2 separate regions of the Mus musculus genome follow, and region 2 is linked to region 1. The links are chromatin contacts, called in public promoter capture Hi-C maps. All regions are on one chromosome and are shown on one strand. Each heading gives the region's core, a stretch centred on a gene start, on an enhancer-like site or on the middle of the called end of the contact. The rest is flanking DNA. Distances are from core to core; before and after follow the strand shown. Region 1 has its middle 19 kb from the start of Meis3. Region 2 holds the start of Zfp541 (zinc finger protein 541).

Region 1 (4,555 bases), core at 836-3,335:
AGAGGACCTGGGTTCGATTCCCAGCACCCACATGGTAGCTGGCAAAAGGCATGCACATAGCACATGTGCATGCAGGCAAAACGTTCATGTATATAAAGTAAAATAAAGCAAAAGAGCAAAACAAAAATAGCCTGGGGCATGATGGCTCTGTAATAGAGCTTTTGCTAGAATCCCCCAGTGAGGGGCTGGGGGTGTGGCTCAGTGGTGGAGCCCCTGCCTAGAATCTCCACCCTGACCCCACCCCACCCCAGTAAGGGGCTGGGGGCGTGGCTCAGTGGTACATTTCCCTGCTTAGCATAAAGTGAGGCCTTAGACTCAATCCTCAGCATTGAAACAATAAATGCTAGCAATAGATATCATTGATCTTTTTCTCATCTCCCCCAAAGGGACTGTGGCTTCACCTCTGGATCACTATGCACTGGGTTAAAAAAAAAAATCAAAGTTTGAGGGACTGACTGATAATCCCAGTTCAAGGAGACCAGAAGTGTCACTGGGAGCCTCTCAGCAAAGCAGGGGCTGATGGAGTCCCCTCATCCTCAGAGCGGTACTTCAGAGCAGCCCTGTAGGACTCCAAACCCATCCATGACTATCTCCAGGGCTCTTCCACACCTAGCTCCCTGGCAGAGTACAGATGCAAAGGCTCAGATGACAGACACCATCCGACCCATCATAAGCCTGTGTCTGTGAGCCTGAGATGTGTGGCACTAGTAGTCTCTAATCACTGAAGCCCAGAGTGCCTCATCTATCCCGGAACTCATTATTCACAGCCCGCAGGGACCATGGAGCAGCAGTGCATCTGGAGCCCACAAGGTGGCGCTGAAGAGCCATAAAACTTTAATCCCTTCCCTCCCTGCCCCCCCCCCCCCACCTTCTTTCTTTCTTTCTTTCTTTCTTTCTTTCTTTCTTTCTTTCTTTCTTTCTTTCTTTCTTTCTTCCTTCCTTCCTTCCTTCCTTCCTTCCTCCCTCCCTCCCTTTCTTTCTTTCTCTCTTTCTTTCTTTCTCTCTTTCCTTCTTTCTTTTTTTTTTTTCTTTTTGACAGTCTAACTATTTTGCTCTGGCTGCCCTGGAACTAACTATGTAAAGCAGGCTAGCTTCTTCAAACTCATAGAGATCTACCTGTCTCTGCATCCCTAGTGCTGGGATTAAAGCCATGTGTTTTTCTTTTTCCTATTTATTTCTTTAGTTGTTGAGAGAAGGAGGCTGTGTGCTACATACCTATGGCAGTCAGAGGACAAGCTCTAGGAGGGAGTGGGCTCTCTCCTCCTAAAAGAGTCCTGGGGACTAAACTCAGGCCACCAAGCACCTTTTACATACAGACCCCTCATAGACGTTGTCGAATGGCAGCTCTGGGACACAATTGTGTATCCTTTAGGCTGCACATCATTGATTAATAATTTTTCAGTTTATTCATGTTATCTCCACGCATTGTTTTGTCTACACGTGTATCTGTATAAGGGCATCAGATCCCCCTGAACTGAAGTTACAGAGAGCTGTGAGCAGCCATTGTAAGATTTGGACAGTGCTCTTAGCCACTGAGCCATCTCTCCAGCTACTATCACTAAAAATTTTTAGTGTTTCTGTTTATTGACAATTTTATGCATATATGTAATAACCCTGGATTCTTTCCCTCCTCTCTCCTTTCTCTCTCACTCCTGGCTGGACTCCTTTTTATTCCCAAAACAGTTGCACTTGCAGACTTTTCTGTTCTGATGTAGTTTGCTTGCTTGTTTGGTGAGCCACAGGGCATAATTAAGGTTGCTTTCATGGGCATGCGAGTGGCTCACACAATCAGGCTTGGTACTATACTATTTTCTGGGGGTTTGTTCAGTTGCTAGCTTGCTTGCTTTTCCTTTGAGACATGATCTCAGTAAACTGCCCAGGCTGGTCTTGAAGTTCACATTCTCTCTTCTCAGTCTCCCAAGCGCTGGCATTATAGACTTTGCAATAAGTCCATCTTGAGGTAGTAGCTTTTAGAATATTCTAAACATCTGAGGGGGTGGGGGGAACACCTTACATAAGTCACTTTCCACCTCACACCCCAGGCCTGGCAGCTAAGAACCCACTTCCTCTCTCTGTGGACTTTGTGTGACAGAACTTTCCTGGGGAGATGTATCACATGACTGCTCACTCCAGATGGGAGCCCACAACAGGCCAACGTGTGGATATCGTCAAAGTCCACATTAGTGAATCAATGGGTTTTATTGTGGTTGCTCACAGGAGTATAGGTGAGGGGCAACTTACAGGAGCAGAAACAACTCAAAGACAGCTGTATCACCAACTCACCCAGGCATGGGTGACAGCTCTGGGAACCTGAAACACACTGCATAGCTTGCAGGCAGCTCAACAGGCTGGAGAGTGCTCTTTCCAGGAGACTCGGTTGGTCAGAACAATACCAGGAGGCTTGGCTGGTCTGAGTAACTCCCAGAAGCCTTTGTTGTTTCCTCTTAGTGAGGTTGGGGTCTAATGAATCTGGTCAGTTTTAGGGACTTCCTGAAGCAATTTTGAATTGTTTACTTTCTGTTGTAAGGAGCTTCCCTGAAGGATGGATAGAAACTAATACACAATGGGCTGTCTTGCCTGCCCTGAACCCTGCATGATCATGACCATGGTTCTTAACTTTAGGCTTCACCCATGAGAAAACAGTGCATCCACACTTCACTTGTCTCTTGTGCTGAGGATGAACTCCAGGGCTTTTTACACATTCTGAGAAATACTGCACATCTGAGCCACACCCCCAGCCCCTCACTGGGGGATTCTAGGCAGAGGCTCTACCACTGAGCCACGCCCCCAGCCCCTCCCTGGGGGATTCTAGGCAGGGGCTCTACCACTGAGCCACGCCCCCAGCCCCTCACTGGGGGATTCTAGGCAGGGGCTCTACCACTGAGCCATGCCCCCAGCCCCTCACTGGGGATTCTAGGCAGGGGCTCTACCACTGAGCCACACCCCCTCGCTGGGGGACTCTAGACCTTCTTTCAACTGCTGAGCCACACTCCCAACTCTTGACTTTTTTGAGACAAGGCCTTGCTTTGCACCCAAGGCTGGCCTTGAACTTGAGGTCCTTCTATCTCAGCTCAGAGTGTCTCTATTAAAGGTGTGTGCCCATCATACTCACTAGGGTTTAACAACTGGGTAAAGGTAAGAGATTAGATGTCTGGAGCTCTCCCAAGGTCAGACTTGGGACCTTACGGCATCTTTCCCTGTCATCTTGGGACGTGGCTGGAGTCTCTGTAGTTGTTCATTCTTCTCTGGTGATCACTGAAGCTGCTGTTGCTGAGAGCTAGTGAGCCCACTAACCTATCATAATCAAAGCCAAGCTTGAGCTCCAGCATGGAGGTGAGAAGAGACCAAGCACTGGGGGTGGGGGGAGCACCTTCTGAGAAAATGGACAGTTTCTCTATGTTCATCATCTAAAGGCTAAGGTTCTCAAATGTTATGTAGCCCAGGCTGGCCTTGAAGCCGCTGTGTAGATGAGGCTGACTTTGAACTCCGCACCCTCCTCCTGCCTCCTGCATGCTGGGCTTGAGGATGCCACACAGCCTGCACTGCTGTCTCCAACAGTACACTTAAGTTCATGCATAGAGTTCTTCAGTCTATTTCCTGATGAGTGAGTGTCTCTAACTGGTCCTGATGGTGGTACTGGTTTGAGAAGCCATGGACCTTCCTGGGCACAAGGCTGTAAAGGCCTCAGGCTCGCTCCGTTCCCAGCTTGGCTTCCTGAGACCTTCTATGAGTGGCTTCCACCCTCCCCACCACAGTCTGCACCCTCTGAACCCTAAGACCCACCCTCCCTTGTTTCTTTCAGACAGATGAGAAAAGCAACCAATGCAGTGAGTTTCGTAGGCTGTCTTTCAAGAAAGTGCCCCACTGAACTGAGTTGACTGTGTCTGTTTTGGGACGTGGCCCTTGGACTTGACACTGCGGGGCCTGTAATGGTGGCTGCTTCTGTCCCTAGGCCTCCTGCTTTATTGCTCTCTCAGATTCAGCACTTCACTTATTTTATCCACTTCTTGCCAGCTGACTGCACTGTTTGTATGTGTGGTGTATGCATGTGTGCCCATATGTACATATATATGCATGTGTGCACATGCGTGTGTGTGTGTGTATGTATACGTGCATGTGTGTGCATGTGTGCACATATGTACATATATATGCATGTGTGCACATGTGTGTGTATGTGTAGGGTATGTATATGTGCATGTGTGTGCATGTGTGCATGCGTCTGTGTGTCTGTCTGTGTGTCTTAGCTCAGAAGCTGACCAGGTATGTTCCTTGATCAGTCTCCACCAGGTTTTGAGACAAGGTCTTTGGCTAGGCTGGCTGGCCCACGAGCTCAGGGAATCCTGCCTCTGGCCCTAGTCCCAGCATTAGAGTTAGACCCATGTTGTTAGGCTCAGCTTTTTAATTGTTTTTTTTGTTTGTTTGTTTGGTTGGTTTTTGGTTTTTGGTTGTTTTTTTTTAGTGTGGATTCTGGGATCCACACTCAGGTGGCCTGAGCCGCAGGCCCTTTGCCACTTGAGGTGTCTCCCAGCCCCGAGGGTATTATTGTGTGAGGCTG
Region 2 (4,555 bases), core at 1,537-4,036, 120 kb before region 1:
GCCGTCTAACTTCCCAGAATGATACAGAGCAGCTTCAGAGGGAGGGTAACTAAGCCCATGTTTACTCTAGTGCCCACCCTTGGTACAGTGTGGCTCTGGGGTTCCTGACTAATGTGTGATGTCTCCACCATTACCACTACAGCTCTCTACACAGAATACACAGCCCCACCTTAGTGCTTTCTGTATGTCTCCTATTCTTTCCCAACCTGACAAGCATGGTCTTCCAGAATGCCACATAGAGGAAATCATACAATATATGGCCTTTTCTGCTGACTCTCATAATCTCTGCATTTCTGGTCCTTCCCTTCCTTTGTGATTTGATAGCTTATTGCCTCCATCCCCTTAAATTTGTTCTATTTTACATGTATGGGTACTTTGCCTGCATATATGTCTATGGAGTTCAGAAGAGGGCATCAGATCACCCAAAATTAGAGTTGCAAATGATTGTAAGCTGTCATGTGGGGGCTGAGAATTGAACCCAGTTCCTCTGGAGGAAAATTCAGTGCTCTAAACTGCTGAGTGATCTCCAGTCCTGGTTACTGCCTTTTTGTTTGTTTGTTTGTTTGTTTGTTTTTGAGACAAGGTCTCACTATGGGACCCTAGCTGTCTAGGAATATGCCAGGTAGACCAGACCTCAAATTTATAGAGATCTTCCTGGCTCTGCCTCCTGAATGCTGAGATTAAAAGCATGCATCATCATGCACAATATTCCACTTAACTGTCTTTTTAGTACTGAATAATACTCCATTCACCTGTGAGAGATTCTTGATAACTTCCAGGTTTGACATCTATGGCTGGAACTGTCATGAAAACGTGTGTGCAGGTTTTTGTGTGGTCATGTACTTTGAGCTATACAGGTGGCTCCAGGGAGAGCGGTTGCTGGGTGGTGTGATATGATTGTGTCTAGTGCTGCGAGAGACCTAAGATGAAAGCTTCTCAGAGTTGTTATCCTGCAGTGCACCATCACCCCAGCTTTCTGTTTTGGCTTAAGGTTATCAGTTCCTGCCCCAGACTGCAGCAGCTGTCCTCTTGCAGCTCATCTCCATCCTGAGGAATTCCCAAATTAGATAAAATAAGGTCAAGACCTTTGCCATGGGCTTTCAGGGAACCAGGATAGGTCAGATGGGAGGCTGTGGTTCTTTAAGAACAAATTCTACTCTGTTCTTTCAGCATCAGGAACCCATACCAGACACATAGCTAACTCTTCATGACCACTGCTGAGCCAGGGAGTGGGATGGGCTAGGGTAAGTTAGAGCTCTGCTCCATCCAGCAGGTCATATTTTCCTGTAGAGGCCTGCTGGGCCCCTGAACCTTTCACCATTACTAAGAGTTTTAATAAAGATTTTTGTTTTGTTGGTTTTTCAAGACAGGGTTTCACTGTGTAGTCCTGGCTGTCCTAAAACTTACTTTTTAGACCAGGCTGGCCTCAACACACATAGATCCATCTGCTTCTGCCTCCCAAGTGCTGCAATTAAAGGCATGTTTCATCACCACATAATAAAGTTTTGTTGTTTTGTTTTGTGTTTCTGTGGTAAGATAGGTGAGAATTATTTGAATTCAATATGAATTTAGTATTTTCTTTCCCTTCCTTCCCTTTTCATTTCTCTCTCCTCTTACCTTTGCTTCCCCTCCCCATCTTTCTCCTCTCTTCATCCCTATCTTCCTTCCTCCCTCTTCTCTTTTCTTTTCTTCTCCTGCTTGTTTTTCCTAGGCCAGTCTTGAACTCCTGGATTCAAGGACTTGTCTCGCTCAACTTCTGGCATGCTAGAAGTATAGGTGGGCACCACTGCATATCCCCTTATCTTTTAATTTGTTTTAAGATCATTCATATATTCTTCTGAGTGAATTTTGATAATCTGTCTATTTCTAGAAATTTGCTCATTGATTTTTTTGTATCTGAGTTCAATGACTTAACACATTGGGTGTGTATTGTAGCCTATCTTCTGTGTGAGTGCACTGTCTAAACACAGTTCTTCATAGTACTTCCTTGTAATCTTTTTTATTTTTAGAATGTGGTTAGTAAAACTTCCTCTTTTATTCCTTTTTGGGGATCAGGGTGATAGGACTATTGAGACAGCATCTCATGAAACACAGGCTGGCCTCAAACTATCTATTTACCCAAGGATATCTTGCCTCCATATCCCAAATGTTGGGACTACAGGCATGCCTGGTTTATGTGATGCTGAGTGGAGCCTAGAAGTTTGAGTGTGCTAGGATAGGCATTTTACTAACTGAGCTACACCCCCAACCTAACTTCAACATTTACTCTATATTAAAACTCATTGTATTTACTTTTTTTTTTTTTTTTTTGTATGAGACTTTCCCAGTCCAGGCTCTTTTACACACACAGTAAGCCTCCCTTTGTGCAGTGGTATTTCATGTGTCTCCTGGCCACATGGAACAAGTGGACAAGCATCCCCAGGCTTAAACTTGGGCCTGGATGTCCCAGTGGACTGACTTGTGCCTGCACAGACTCTAACTTTGAGTTTCCTTGTTGCTGGCCTTGGGATTTTCCTTGCTTGTCTTTTCTGCCTAGACACACATTAAAGTCTATTTGATCTTTCTAATATTTATAACTGGAGGCAGAGGACTCTGCAGTCCACCATGTGTTATTCTTTTGTCTAGTTGACAGATGAGGAAATGGAGTTCATGGATCTTGCCCAAGGTCGTGCAGCAAGGTTAAATGGCTAAGAACAGACCCATCTCAGTGGCTCCATTTTCAAGTCTACATTCTGCCTACTACACCTACCACCTCTTGATTCTAATACGTCCTTGTTCATTTTCAGGAGCTAGCTGCCAGCGAGGGCTCTTCCCTTCCTGACTCTGGACACGGCTTTGCTTGTCTGGAGACGGGCTCTAGCCAGGACCTGGCAGTGGAAAGCCATGGAGCCATACAGTCTTGGGGAAGAGGGAGCACTTCCATCAGAAGGGCACCTCCCATCCTTCTCTGAAAGTCAAGTGCTCAACTGCAGTGACACACTCAACCGGGACCTGGGCCCCAGCACACGGGACCTGCTCTACGCTGGCTTAAGCGGTTTGGACCTTGACCCCAGTCTCTCCACATCTGATATGCCCAGTGAAGTGCTAGAGGACAATCTGGACACCCTGTCCCTATACTCGGGGAAGGACAGTGACTCTGTGAAGCTGCTGGAAGAATATGCAGACTCTGAGTCACAGACCTCCTTACAAGGTGAGGCTGCTCATGGACTGAGCACCTACAGTTCCTGCAGGTAGCCAGGGACTGAATCCGCTGGCATTGGCTAGGAAAGGTCTCCTTAGCTGGGCATGATGATGCCTGCTCATAACTCCAGCATGTAGAATACAAACACAGGAGGAACACTGCAAATAGAGGCCAGCCAGAGCTACATAGTAAGACCCTGACTTCAACATGCTAATAAAGGGAAGGAAGGAAAGGAAAAACAAAACAAAAATCTCTTCTTGTAGAGGAGGCTTTTATCCTACTTTGGAATTGTCAGCTTGTGGGTTCTGGGTGTTAAATACAGGTCCTCAGGCTTCCGTAGCTTGTGCTTTTACCACCGAGCCATCCCACAGACTGGCATCCCCATCTTTGATCTGTGTGGAGGCAGACCATCAGGCTTGTAGGGGACGTTTATATTACTGCTGTATCTCAAGAGCATTTGTCCAGAGTAAGTGGGGATCCTGTCCATTCTGTCTTGTACTAGTCCAGCTTTTCCAGACCTCATGTCATGTAAAATAAGGGGACCCCAATCCTCACATGCCCACTGCTCTAGAACAATGGTGAGACATGAAAAGGAGAAGACTGCAAAAGCCTCCCATAGACCATAATGTACCAGACAGGTGCTTGATTAAATCCTGCTTTGTCTTTTTAAAAGAGGGAGGTCTTGCCATCTTTTCAGAACACTGAGGCTCCATCAGACCTCTTGCCTCAGTCTGTCCAGGAACCAGGACTATAGATTGTGCCATGCCCAGCTAGTTGTTTTTTACAACCAATATTGTCAGTAATACTTCATCTTAAATAGGGCCTTGATTCAGTTCCAAGGTTTTCTCTTCAACCATCGAAGAAAAGGAGAGAATTAGTGAAATAATTGAGCAGCTTGTGTGAGTGTCATTTTAGTTTGCTGTTGGTCTCCTGTGGAAGGGAGTTCTCTTGTTTAATTTTGGTTTGGTTCTGATCCTCTTTATTGGTTCCTGGAAAGTTGCTTCAATGGGTTGACTTGGGTAGAGGTCCAGGGAGTTTATAATCCCACTGTTTGAAGGGAAGTCCACATCTAAATGCCTGAAACTCAGTAATTGGGATTGTGTCTGAGGAAGTAGCAAGAACTTGCTACTGGGAAAGATTTCTGCAGGCCCCACTCCAAAGATTACCAAGCAGTGACCAGGCCTGTGTCTGTGTTGGAATGATGGCAGAGCAGGAAGTCTTAGGAACTTAGGAGAGTGCACATGGGAAGACTGACTATGGCACTAGCCAGGCCCAGGGTTGTAATATGGCACTCACTTTGGGCCGTGGTGATACTGAAAAGTGCTCGTGAAAGAGATGCGTGTTTTCCTGGACACAGGAACCCTAATTGTCATC

Evidence for each region. Promoter capture Hi-C pulls out the DNA fragments that hold promoters and counts their contacts.
Region 2: a contact with region 1 is called in a promoter capture Hi-C map of macrophages, with 6 read pairs. The contact joins the promoter of Zfp541 here to the enhancer-like site in region 1. A contact is called at or near these places in 3 of 39 promoter capture datasets (the C10 cell line, embryonic stem cells and macrophages), 1 of 15 datasets of contacts at CTCF or cohesin (the NIH/3T3 cell line), 2 of 484 Hi-C or Micro-C datasets (the 63-12 cell line and bone marrow-derived macrophages), 1 of 115 datasets of contacts at active chromatin or transcription factors (microglia) and 5 of 9 other capture datasets (adipose tissue, embryonic stem cells, liver and 2 more).

The regions. Positions count from the first base shown.
Region 1 is chr7:16,191,821-16,196,375 of GRCm38.p6, forward strand. No RefSeq gene overlaps it. Among named protein-coding and RNA genes, the nearest start is that of Meis3, 19 kb to the left of the region's middle. Within about 2 kb of position 2,086, at least 45 of the 459 cell types and tissues checked have an H3K27ac peak or open chromatin away from gene starts, as enhancers often do. A contact at or near this core is called in bone marrow-derived macrophages, macrophages and microglia, where this site is marked.
Region 2 is chr7:16,069,059-16,073,613 of GRCm38.p6, forward strand. It overlaps Zfp541 (zinc finger protein 541), which reads left to right and starts at 2,787. Exons shown (of 16, transcript NM_001099277.2): 1 at 2,787-3,190. The coding sequence starts at 2,884.